Linked DNA regions of Arachis hypogaea: region 1 is linked to region 2. The links are chromatin contacts, called in public Hi-C maps. All regions are on one chromosome and are shown on one strand. Each heading gives the region's core, a stretch centred on a gene start, on an enhancer-like site or on the middle of the called end of the contact. The rest is flanking DNA. Distances are from core to core; before and after follow the strand shown.

Region 1 (7,120 bases), core at 2,520-5,019, 71 kb after region 2:
TATATAGCTAGTATTGATTGTAAATGGTATTTAAACTCTAGCTTTAACTTCTCAAGGTGAATTCTGTGTTGATAACAAATAATGTCGTAAGAACTAAGAAGTAGTAGAAGACAATGATGGATCTTAGTAATTATTAGTAAGGTTGGATATGACATGGAATTTTGAAAGAAACACATCATGGTATCGATAATTATTTGATTGTTGGTCCATACACCTACTTTTATATATAATCTTAAATCTTCTACATACGTCACTATATTTGAATTGGTGTCACAAATAGATGCCAATTCAAATTTGTGGCTGAATTACGGAGTAAAATATTATTTTAATTTTTAATATTTAAATTTAGTCTCAATTTTATTTTTTATATTTAAAATATCTTATTTTAATTTTAAAATTTTCAAATATTTTTAATATTATCCTACTACTATTAAGTATGAGTAACGTCATTAGTGCATGTATAAGATACTCTTCTCTACTTTTTATTCTTATTGTTGTTTACTGCATGCTTTATGTTTTTATTTATGCTATGTATAATTTCTTTTATACTATATGTAGAATAATTTAATCCCAAAATAACTTCGCTAAGAATATAATAATGTATTTATTTCTTTGACTAATTTATCATTATCATTATTATTACTAGTATTAATCTGCTAGTAATTATAATTATGAAAAAGATATCATTTATTTTTTTATTATCAATTATGTTACGTGTATATAAAAAATCCATCACTAAATTAACTGTTATTATAGAATTTGAAAAAAATCTAAGAACTAATTATAATATAAGTCAACTTTCTTTTATTTGTAATAAATTTATTTTTTAACTAGTTAGTTAGAGTTAACTTTATTCTTAATTGGTTCCTTAATAGAAATATTTATACATAAATTCATAATAAATTCTTTTTTTTAAGCACATAGCATTTTTGTTTTAAATATGTCTTCTGATCGTCTTTGATGCACTTTGACAAACTAAAATTATTTTTAGAAGACCAAAATATCATTTTTCCTTTTTAAAAATCATTTTACAAATAATTGATTTTTATAAAATCCAAAATAATAAATTCATATATTTTTCTTTCTTTGTTAATATTCAAACTCTTACTCCTCTTGCATCATTGAATTTAAGTAAGTGTGACACAAATTAATAAATACAGGTAGAAATACACAACCCTACATATACTACTAATCATAGTTCATAGATCTTAATATATTATCAATACCTCAAATATACACTCTAAGTAAATGATGAAAGGGATCGAAGCATTTGTCTCTTTCACCTATTGGCCCTCTAGTCCTCAATCGACTCTTTCAATTGCACTTTGCCACCTTAATTAACTGTTACGTGTAATCAATTACACTTATAATAAATATTGACGGCGTGGCTTGTTATCTTCTACACAATTTTCATGTTGGACACGTACCATAATTAACTAGTGTTCACTAATGAGGCTACATGCATTTTTTTTATTCTTTGCCGTTTTGATAGAATATCCTAGCGACAATGCTTTCGTTTTGGGTCATGTCATTAGTCAATCATCACCCAATTAAGAAAAAGGAATTGAAAAGGAAGGGAAAAACATAAACTAAATATCTTATATATTTTAGAAGAGAATTAAAATAGAAACACTTGAGAGCTAACATTGCACCACCAACATCGCTGATATTATAGTCAACATTCAACATAAAGAAACAAATTATCTAAAATTCTTAAAAATATAAATATTTAAAATTTAATTAAATAAAATATCTAAAAGAAAAAAAAAGATTTAATGACTAACAGAATTTATTATTTTTATTCAACACTTTTAATTATCAGTTTAATTTTTTTAGTCTAACAATTTATAAATATATTCTTATCCTACACTTTTAAATATAGTTAACAAAAAATAATAAATTTTATTAATCTTCTAGTATTTTTCATATTCAAAATTCAAACAATAATAATTACTCATTAATAAATTTCATGCTAAATTTATTTGACAATATTACAATAATGTGGTTGAAGTTAGTTGTTATTGTGTAAATTTTCTAGTAATTCTACCTGAAAAAAAAAATAGCTGGTTAAAAGCTTAGAGTACTATGAGGTATAATTGATAATCAAAATATATTTTCCTTGGCTATTGATAAGTAGCAAATTAGTGAGCTAATTAGTTGAGGCACAGTGATCATAGGAAGTCCCCGTCACGAAATGAAATAAGAGTAGACATAAGAATCGGAATCCTTTAATAAGAGAATAAAGAATTTATCAATTTGGCTATCTCACTTCTGTTATTATTGCACATGTTGGATTTTAGTTTAAAAAAAATGAAATGCATAATAGACCCATTTATGTAATCAACTAGAAGACATAAAAGAAATACTATAAACAGAACACTAAACATAAATTTTGAATTTTGATATTAAATCAAAGAGTTTTGTTAATTAAGGAGCTATGACATATAGATAAATTTTTCCCGTCTCATGCCTGTTGTTTTTTTTTTATATTTAACTGTATCTTAATAAAAATATAAAATATATTTTTTAGTATATTTAAACGTAATTAAATATTATCACAGTTTTAGTATATCTAATATTATTATTGGCTTATATTTTTTATATATATTTAAAAATAGTATATATTATTATTTAATAACATCAAAAATTAACTTAAATATGTTATATAGTTAAAAATTTTCATAATAATTTATACTTTAATATAATAAAATATTAAAATATTATTATAATTTATCTAAAAATAATTTATATTTTATATGTATACTGTGTTTTCGTATCTCACAAAATATTAAAATTAGCAAGTCTACATATCCTATGTCATACATGGTATCAATGCCTATACTTCATATAGTTAAGCAGGGGTTTAATTTAAAGAATATATTTGATAAAAAAAAGAGTATTTATTTAATTTAATGCATTAAAAGACATACAAATTTTTGTACTTATTTCATGCTAAAATCCTTCTTGAACTAATTTTGATTTTAAATATCAAAATAATGCTAATACTATTAATACTAAGGATTTATTTGGGTGAGTTTTTAAAAAAAAAATTTTAGTTATTTTTTTTTAAAAGATCTTATAAAAAAAATAAAAATAATTTTATATTTGTATATCTCATGTAAAAAGATATTTTTATCTATCAATTATATTTGGATATAATAACATAAAAGTACTTTTTTGTTTATTTATTACATGAAAAACATTTTTTTTATTTTTCTAATACTTTTACTTTTACTACTAAAAATTTGCCAAACATACTAAAAAATAAAAGAAGATTTTTTTCATTAAAATTTTTTTATATATTAAAATAATAGCGTCCAACCAAACACTAAAGCTAACTATCATCCAAATCCACCAAAATATTAACTTATTGTTTCAAATCAGCACGTGTATCTCTAACTTGAATCAATTTCTTTACTTTAGAAGATCATGAATTCCATGAATCTTGCCAATTAGCGTTCCGCTACGACGCAAGTTGCATTTTGGATAATAAAGTGTATATGAACTGATGAACAATTGATGAAAAATCTAACATTTAATTTTGCAATTTATACACGTAATTGTGCCTCTATCTTATTAAATCTGAATAGTTAACTTTGAAATCCATTATTATCTTTTTTGTTTCATTACAATATTTTGTTCTCTTTTTTTTTGTTTTTGTCAGTAACTTTTCATTATTTTGAAAAGTGGATGTGGATCAAAAGAATGATGATAACTGGTATGCTCGAGCTCATAGTTGACCTGTAAGCCCAATTAATATAAAGCCCGTTTAGGCCCAACAGGTTCCTTACTCGTCTCTTATATAATAATCATTCAAAGACCAAAAATATACCCTGTACAAACAAACAAACAAAAAAAGACCAAAAAAATATATGATTCAAACAAACAAACAAACAACTAAACAAAAAGGACCCAAAAAAAATATAATTATCTTTCTATGGATATACAAATTTTTATAATTCAAATTTAAATCAAAATATAAAATTTGAATTAATTTGTTAAATTTAGATTTTAATTTTAAATTTATGTTATTATTTTGTTACAATTAATTATTATAATCACTTTTAATTATAATCACTCAAAAGTATTGATACATGCGTTGTACATTTTTTATATACTTTTTATTTTAAATATTAAAATATTGATAAAAAGTAAATAAAAAATCACATATATTCTCACCACAAATTGATTAAGAGCACGGCTGAACTCAAAACTCTAATCTTTGTAGTTTTCATAGAGCTTCTACATCTTGTTGTTAGAGTAACAACATTATTGGCAGGTAGGGGTGTGCCCGGCCCGGCCCGGCCCGGCCCGAAGATCCGGCCCGGTCCCGAACACTTTTGAGGCTAATTTGGTGTGATTTCATCGGATCTAGGGCCGGGTATGGGTCTTAAAAATAGATCCGGTCATTATTTCGGGTCGGGTCCGGGCCATATCTCGGGTCACCCGAAATCGGCCCGGTGGCCCGGTCATCATACACAATTAATATTTTGTGTTATTAGTGATGGATGATGGCTATTATTATGTGAAATTTAAGTATTGTAAACCTTAATATTTTGTATTACTAGTCATTATATATAAGACTATAAGTTAATGTTTTATATTTAAAATACATAAGACTTTAGACTAATGCATAATCTTGTGTTATTTGTATTAATTTAAATATTTGGTGTTATTAGGCAATATTAGTATTGATTATGGTTATGCTTTAATTTTAGATAAAAGTTGGTTCTTATTATATTTTTCTAAGTGAATTTTACCATGTCAAATAATAGTTGGAGTCTTGAAAATTTGGATATTTTTACATGCTAACTTACAAGAAGGTATCAAGGTAACATAATGTTAACGGCCCGGTTTTCACCCGGTTTTTACCCGGTATAATCGTGGCCCGAAAGTGTATAGGTTTCATTGGGTCTAGGGTCGGGTTCGGATCTAACAAATAGGCCCGGTATATATTTCGGGTCGGGTCTGGGTCACATCAAACCCGGTTTCACCCGACCCATGCACACCCCTATTGGTAGGTTCAAAAAGCACTAATAAGATGATCTCATATAAATTAACTTTACTCATATAAATTAAATAATATATTATACACAAATATATTAGGCCTAATTTGTGGTATTTACATAGTATGTTTTATAAAATCTTTATTCCAACTATTTTTAAGTATTTTTTATTTTTTCTAAAAGATGTTTTAAAGAAAGATTTTTGGATTCGGAAAGAAATATAAGAAGTTTTTTTTTATATTTTATTCTGATAAATAGAATATTATTGAAATACTATACCCTTTACATTTTATTTTTTTTAATAAAAGCATTATCTTAACTTTAAAAACATTAATAATACCCTAGTAATTTGATATCTCCATGGAGGAAACGGTTAAGATCCTATATCATGATTTACTCTAGAACTTTTATTTATAATCTCTATATATATCTTTATAACCTTAACAATTTAACATTCATCTTCAAAATTATTTGAATTATAAGAGGGTGACTACTAACACATAAACCAAGCATCATTGTTTTTTGTTTATTTCTTCTTCTAAGGACAGAGTAATTTGCAATGCAAGAATCTTCTTCCTCTTATCAGAAGCCACAAGCTGATTCAGTAACTGGCGGAAGATATGAGTTTTATAAACTCATCCACAGTAAGCAAAACATGGCAATTTTGTCAGCTGCTGCAAACCTTTCCGAAAGCGTCATCGAGACCGTCGTGCACGAAACTATTAATGAGCTTCAATCCAAGAATCTAATCAAGAAAGAGTTCCAACTGCAGGAGGAAATCATCCCAGCTGGTGAGAAATTAATCCTTTGAAAAAGCTTGAAAACTTTGAGACAAACTTAAAAATACATGATTATTCATATTTGATATTGACCATAATAGCTACATTGTTTCTTTTTATTTTCTTTTGCAAGATTCTTCTTCCTTTGAGGGTAAGAAAGAAGAGAAGCTTTGGCCGCCGCCCGCATCAGCAGCGTCTTATAATCTAACTCTTGAAACGCGTGAAGTGTACGATTTAATCAAGAAAAAGAAAAACAAGGGAATTAAAATAGAAGATATGATCCGAGAAATAAACTTCTCGGAAACCTTCGTCAGAGAATCTATTAAGATTCTTCTAGCAAAGAAAATAATTAGGGTGGTTGTGATTTCAGGGGAGAATTGCTTAATGTTGAAGGAATACGAACCGGCCAAGGAAGTCTCCGGCTTCCAACCATACTCTGGAGGAAGATCACGTTGTTATGAATTCTACTTCTTTGAAGGTTCTATTAATTATTAGTTCTTGGTTCGTTATTTTTCCTAATTTTGATGTTCGTTTACTTTGGAAACTCATGTAGTTTTATGTTTTAGTATATGAATACATTAATCATGAACTGTTGAAAGTAAAAGAAAGATTTAGATAGTAAAATTAAAGAGGTGAATTAAGATTTTCAGTTTACACCAAAATACTAGGAGTAAAAGAGTTGAATAAATAGAATAGAATTTAGAAAGTATGTTGTGTTTAGGTATTAGTAAAGATGAATTTCGTGTTGATTATAAAATTTTGGTAACACTTAGAAGAGACATTTTTTTAATCTGGCTAGGTAACCTACTATTGTTGAAATTAGAATTACATGCCCAAACTCATATAATGTTTGTAGAAAGGAAAAATAGTAGTTGCAAACGAGCAACAATGAGATCATGAGCAAATAAATGGAGTTGTTAACTTGTTCTGATTTCTATTCTTACTTTTCCTGCGAGGTCATAGTTCTTTTGGGGTAACATCCATTAGGTTGAGCCAACGCAGTCAATCAGCAATTTTTTTTTAGAGAAACTTGAGCTTAAACTATAAAAAAATTTAAAAAATAAAATATATTAAAAATATTAAAAAAAAAATTATTTTAAAAATTATAAAATCAACATAAAAATTCTTAATAATAAAAAATATGCGAAACATTAAAAAAAATTAAAAATTTAAAACCGAATTAGAGTTTGACTATAGAGTGAGGGGTAGTGTGATTGTTTCTTTTATCGTCAATGAGATGAAGGTGGAATTAGAGTTTGACTCTTTTGGGTGTTACTTTTTTTGTGTGTATTGGGCCTTTTCTTTCTCTACTTGACTGCTCCACCAGTTGACTTT
Region 2 (7,296 bases), core at 4,242-6,741:
TTTTTTGATGTTGAAGTGTACAAGTTGAAAGGACCTTATATTAATATTTCTTGTAAAGAAAAATTTATTGCTTTTGAAATAATGTATAATTTGAAAGCTCGCGGTATAATTTAAAATATTCACAAGTTAAAGTTCAATGAATTATTTTTTTTTTTGGTGAAAGTTCAATGAATTAATTGGATTTTCCTTTTATTTTCTATTGTATGGAATAATAAATTAGATAGTTAAATAAAATAATTGGGTGGGTAAGTGCATTGCATTGAAATGATATTAGACGAGCACAAGTATAGTTAACAACTTGGTGACTGTGTTGGCACAAACCCTGAAAAGGTATACTTGAGAACAGTTACACCGAAGTTTCAAACTCTTATTGATCTTTCAGTTATCGAGATTTTATCAAGGCATGCTTTTGATGAATACTACCTTGGTCAAAGAGATAGTGCTGAGTTTTGGACTCTGATGTTTATGCTTTAGAAGCTTTTAAGAAGTTTGGGAACAAGTTGGCGGAAATTGAAGGAATTCTGATTCAAAGGAACAATGGGAGAGTTTTAAAAACAGAGTTGGACCTGTTACTATAGGCCTTATACTCTCCTCTATCCTACAAGTGCCTAAGTGAGGCAGGTTTAACTTTCAAGGAAATTCCTAATAGTATCTCCATCTAGAACTAGAAACAAATAATATGGTAAAGTATATTTTTTTCTCTTTAAACTTAGTCAAAAATTTAAAAATATTTCTAAGTTCTATTTGGTTTTAATTTTGTTCTTAAAATTTTTTATTTACATCAAATATATCTCTGACAGCTAGATTTTTAAAAAATTTAGGATAAATCTAATAATAATGCATAATAACTATGTCTGATTTAATTTGTTTGTATTCAAAGTAAACTACCATTTCTACTCACAAAAGTTGAAAACGCTGACACATCTACTCATAAAAAAAGGAAATTACCATTTGTACCCATAAAACATGAGTTTTATATAACAAAATTATCCAAACACTAAAAAATCACATAAAAATTCCAAATTACCCTTATCTTCACCACCACTTTTCTAATCTCAAATCCCACCACCACCCAAACTCTTCTTCACCACCACTCTCATTCCCAACTACCACCACCACAACCAGCTCGCCGCCCTTCCCTTCGACGACAATACTCCCACTTCGTCCTCCTCCACCACCTCCGTCTCATCGGTCACGCTCCCAGACCCTTCCCCTCGCCTCGCCGCCATCGTTTTCCTCCACCACGCCATCCTCTACCCTCACAAATATCTTCTCGTTACTCACTCTGCTCACTTTCTCTCCCAAGGTCTCTTCCAACTCCTCTCCGACAAGTAAGTTAAACCCTAATCCCCACTCTCCAATTTTCAATTTTAAAAAAATTTCCCAATTCTCCGATAAAAATTTCATCTTTTGTCGTTCTTTGCTTTAGGTTGTATGAGGTTAGGCAAGCGGCGTTGTAGCGTACGGTGCACTATGTGCAGTGATATGTTTGGTTTTCGTGACATCAAACGGGAGATAGAATCATGTTATACTTGGTGGTTTAGTTGACCGTTTCATAGATTGGGCATTGCCCTTGGTAAGCAATGTCAACGCCGTTGATGGGACAAAGGAATTGGCATTGAAAGGTTTGCGTGAGTTTCTTAATGTTGGGGATATTGGTGGAGTTGAGAGATATGCTTTGCCAATTCTCAAAGCTTGTCAGGTGCTGCTTGAGGATGAGAGAACTTCATTGAGCTTGTTGCATAGGCTTGTTGGGTTATCACTTTGATATCATTAAAGTTCTTGAGGTGCTTTTAGCCTCATTTTTCTGACATTGTTGATTTGCTTTTCGGTTGGGCGTTGGTGTGGACCTTGTTGATTCGGATAGGAAGGTCTGATCGTGGGTTCCGACGATGCCATCAGAAAAAACAATAGCACGTAATAGAGAGAGAAGATAAAAGGGGGAGGCTAGCTCTCTGGAACAGATTTTGGTCTGGAAAGAGGTGTAAAAGAAGAGGAGGGAAGACGATAGTACTAGTGGTGAAGACCGGAGAAAAGGGTAGTTTAGGAATTTCATTTAAATTTTTAGGGTTTTGATAATTTTGCATGCAAAAGCTATTTTTTTTAGTACAAATGGTAATTTTTGTTTTCGATGGGTAGATATGTCAGCGTCTTTAAATTTTGTGGATAGAAATGGTAGTTTATTCTTCAAAATTATTCTTGTGAAATTGTTACTGAATTGATCCTAAATTTTTTGAAAAATTACGGATAAAGATATATTTGATTTAAATAAAAAAAATTTAGAATAAAATTAAAATAAAATAAAACTTAAGAAAAATTTAAAAACTTTGAACAAACTTTAAGAATTAAAAGAAATACTTTACCTTAAATAATAATTTGGTTTAATTTGTGTGTTAAGTGTTGCTACTTAGCTTTGAATAAACTATACTACTGTAAAAGACTTATAATTAGGAATTAGGTATAGTAATAATCCTTCCTTGCATTATGTGACCATGTACTTTGTACTTTGAGTCAATATATGTGTTTTATTTGTTTATCAACTAGTCATGTGTATAACCAACTTGGGTTGGTCGAATGGTTAGCTTATTCGTCCGCTTAAATAAGTGTCGGGGGTTCGAATTCTGCCTTGTGCATGCAGCAACTCATTAGCCAGCGACAGACCCTTAAATGGAGCTCCGATCCACGACGGATTAATCCTTGATTTGTCGGGCTAAAGAGATACCGGTATGGAAGCAACAATGCAGATAATTCGAGTGCTAGGACTTCTAGAAGAAATGTTATACTCACTGTTTTTTATATATCTTATATGTATGTTTTATACATTTGGTATAAAAAAATGATTGATAAAAAATGTTAGAAAATAAAAATTTGTCAAGGTGTATATTTAGTGGTGTAAATATAATTTTCCATTTTTATTATTTTTTTTTGGATTTTAAACATTATTAAAAAAAACTGAAGGAATAATATTATTATTAAAGAAATATAATTAAAGACTCAGAAAGTATTAAATTTAAATACTACACAAATGTAAAAAAAAAAATGAAAATTTTGTTCTAAAACTTTAAATTAACAACTCGTCACTGAAGAACAACACTTCTCCCCTCCTCCCCCCTCTTTTTTTCTAAAAATATGTGTGTGTGAAAGTACACATTCAAGATTCAGGTCGATCCTTAGCTATCTTGTCACTTTTTGGTTTGATTGCAACCGTCACCTTAAATTTATTTTTTATACACGTACTACAAACAATACAATGTGCAATGTACTATTTTTATTTATGTTTATTTATGTTTATAGTACTGCTTTGTGATGGACCCCAAAAAAACTAATAATAATAATAATAATAACTAGCAGTGAAGATGAATAATAGCTAATGGATAGCAATCATGTTGATGGAGTCCTTATTTTGCATGTTGGCTATGGCAAATGCAGAGGGACATTGTGGCAGATGGCTCGAACCAGAGGATGAAAATTTGTTTTATATTGTTCACAATGACATAATAAATTGAATTCACTTGGATACAAACAAACATTATTGAATAAAAGTAAAAGGGCTTAAATAAATTTTAGGATAAATTACTTAAATAAATTAAAAGTATTTAGATAGCGTTTGGTGGAGAGACAAAGATGAAAAGACTGAGACTGAGAGATAGAGACTAAGACAAATATTGAAATAAATCTCAATATTTTGTTTAGTACAAAATGGAAAATAGAAATTGAAACAAGAATGAAATTCTAATTTAATTTGTACAAAAGAATAAAATTGGAATTAATTAATTGAAATGAAGGTATTTTAGGTATAAAATGTTATTAAAGTTTCAGTTTTCATCTCTAAAAATTTTAATCTCCTATGTCCCTACTTTTTTGAGGTACTGAAATACTGAAATTTTGGGGGACAGAATCAAAAACTTTATACCAGTTTCTAAACCAATAAACATTATACTGAGTCTCAATCTTTTAGTATCGATCTCAATACCTCAAAACAAAGCTACTTTATATATTATATAATTGTAATATCTATAAAAAAACTTATATTTCGCTTCTCTTTTATTTTTGGGGCCATGGACGAAGCAAATGTCTTTGTTAACAAGATGGTATTGTTTATGTTGTTGAAAATATCAATGAAGAGGTTAGTGTAATAATATCTTTTAATTTAAGGGATTTTCTGTTAGATTAGAAATAATAATGTTATTGTTTATTAGAAATAATTTTAGAGTGGTAGTAATATTATTGATGGTAGTGTTGTTAGATTAGAAATGATAGTGATATTATATTAAAAATGCTAGTATTATTGTTTATTAGTTTTGATAAATATCATTTGAAGTAAAATAGTAGTGACAATGGTGACTAGAGTTAGATAAAAATATTTGAGAATATGTGGTGGACATTGAATTAGGATACGGTTTAGGATAGTGAGTGTTTTGATAAGTAGTTTGGATACGTTATTACGTTAGATATAGTTTGGATGGTATTAATCTATTTTAATTTATAAAAATTAAAATTTAGTAGTTAATTATTATTTTTAGAATTTTTATTAAATTTTTATTTTCATGTTGTAATTTAGTATGTTTTTTTATTTGGATTTCTAATTACTCAAATTATATATTTATCAAATATGTCTCTATACGACCGTATCATTCTATACTTCGAGGCTGCTAACTTACACCACTTTATTAGGCTAAATAACCATTGATTTAATTTGGATATGTCTAAATGAATCATACTTAACAGAGGCTAACACCATGAAAATCAAAATCTTGTAAACTAATTTTTCCACATGCTTGATTCTATACATTCTAAATTTTTGCAATATATTGGTTTTTCAATCAGCAAAACTACTTGATTCACGGATAAAAACACTTGTTGGATTTTTATTAGCAAACTTTATTGCATCGCATCTCTTTTGTTTTTTTTTTTTTTAATTTTTCCTCTATGATGCACAAGAGCTAATATCATTAGACATTGTATTTAGCCACTCTACAGTACATACACTCACATTCAAGCTCTATTTATATATCAATGTCTCTTCATAATTCGCACCAATTTCAAACTGATTATTATTCTCTTCATAATTTGTGATTGTGAGTAGTGAATTATGCTTCTTCATATAATAATTCGCTTTAACCTCCAGCAAATTATTTAGAGATTCTACACCTTACAAATTCATTTTAACCTCCAACGCATTACATAAAATTCAATTAGGATCAAAATGTAACATTTTCATAACGCAATTTATAAACACCTAATCTAATTTATAATCATTTGATTAGATTATAGTCTCCATTTAATTTCCTCTGGTTATATTTTTTTAATATATATAGAACTTTGATCAATGTTTCAAATGTGTAAATGACAAGGTTTGTTTACTTTTTCTTTTCCCTATCTTCATAAGGAAATAAGGGAGGGAAACATGTATAATCGATCATAGATCACATCTATATATAACTGAAGTGTGAGCACACAAAAACACCATCTATGTACTTTGCAATTAATAGGTCATCATCACTGCCATGGGCTTTTTTAGCCATGCATGTTATTGGGAACAATAGGGCCCCCTTCCTAATCTTCCATCTTCCAAAGAAATTAAAGAAGGCCTATGGCCCCTCATATCATCAAAAAAAAAAAAAAAAAAGAAGGCATATTAATTAATTGTCACAACAGAAGACATGCTCATTTATTGACATAATACCTAGTGACCCATTAGTTCTTTCACCTACTTGATCTACCTTAGTACAATACCAACGATCCACCCCATTATCAAACAACAACCCCCTCAAAACCACAACCACCCCCCCTTCCGCCAAAACCAAAAAAAAAAAAAAGATTTCTCCCATTTTGTGGAATATGCTTGAAGAAACATGTTGCAAAGCGAAACCAGTATTAATTAGTTGATCAAGTGATACGTAAGTCTGTTTCATTTTTACTGTATCATGTTCAAATATTAGAAATGGAAACAACATAGTGTACACACATTTTTAAAACTAAGTTAATCATGGAACTCCGCTTAGAAGACAATAAAAATCTTGACAATATGTATAATAGATTTTGAATTTGGGTCAAATACATATAAAAAATAAAAAACACTCCACAAATTACCTAAATAAAAAACACTCAATTATTCCAAAAAAATAACAATCTCAAACTCTAATTATCAAAACATTTCACTTCAATACCCTCTTCTCTCCTAACTGGGTGCCATCCCACCTTCATTAATAATCATCTTACTTCACCGTTGCTACTTGGCTTGTCACATGCCACCACCAGTGTCGCTCACCCATAGTAAAAATAACCATCCATACTAGGATAAAAATAATCATCCGCATACCAAATAAATTGAACATCCAACATATTTTAATTATATATAATTAAACTCAATCCAATTAAAATAATCATCCACATAACAATTAAAATAACTATTTGTATACCTACTAAAATGATCATTCTATAATATGTTCAATTGTGACTGTGGCTAATTAAGTATTCCAAAGTCCAAATATCCTTCATGTAATGATAATGAAGCCTACCACATGTAAATTGTCCAAGGCAATCAAACTCATTAAGAATAATGATGGTAGTCCATTTTACCCACCAAATTATGAAACCGTTCTCCAAATTATCAGTTCTATGTACATGCTTGTTTTTGGTCTCCACCACAGTGTCGGTATGTCTTCCTTCCTTCCATTGATGACGTCATCAAAGTTATTTTGATCGTGAGAAACTTACATGCGCCTCCATGCATGTACTTCAAAAGCAGTAAAGGAGATAAGTAAGACAAGGAAAAAGCACAAATGGAGTGATCAATTATTGGATGCACTAATGAAACGCGTATGGAAAGAGAGAGAGACGGCGGTGGTTGAAAACGACGTCGACGTTGGCTTCCAACGCGGGAGAGAGAGACGAGCCTGGCAAGACGCGTGACGGGGAGATAGGACTTGCCGTCCGCGATGATGGCTGCCGGAAGAGTGGCGCAAAAACAGTGGCAAAGGGCGAGGCGCGTCGGGCTAACTGGCGCGGAGTGTAGCAGCGGCGTGATGTGAAGACCAGAGAAGATAACGGCGAGTTTTAGACGTGTATTGGAGGTTATGGTGAGACTAGGAATAATCGTATGTAGTGTGAATGAGTTTAAATGCTAATCCTAACTTTTTAAATTTTAAAATTTGAAAATTAATTAATTAATGATTTGATTTTTAATTTTAATTTTATTTCTTTTTTAATTCTATTATACACATTTTATACTAAAATTATTGTCTTCTCATACTTTCTATTCTTGTAATAATACCTAGATATTGAAACAAACAT

What was found. A called contact is a pair of places that touch in the nucleus more often than the background predicts.
Region 1: a Hi-C map of an unstated tissue shows a contact between it and region 2, with 6 times the contacts expected there. The contact joins two enhancer-like sites. A contact is called at or near these places in 4 of 8 Hi-C or Micro-C datasets (leaf and an unstated tissue).

Annotation. Positions count from the first base shown.
Region 1 is chr9:7,592,667-7,599,786 of arahy.Tifrunner.gnm2.J5K5, forward strand. No RefSeq gene overlaps it. Among protein-coding and RNA genes, the nearest start is that of LOC112708805, 11 kb to the right of the region's middle. Within about 2 kb of position 3,770, at least 2 of the 3 cell types and tissues checked have open chromatin away from gene starts, as enhancers often do.
Region 2 is chr9:7,520,435-7,527,730 of arahy.Tifrunner.gnm2.J5K5, forward strand. No RefSeq gene overlaps it. Among protein-coding and RNA genes, the nearest start is that of LOC112710192, 8.8 kb to the left of the region's middle. Within about 2 kb of position 5,492, at least 2 of the 3 cell types and tissues checked have open chromatin away from gene starts, as enhancers often do.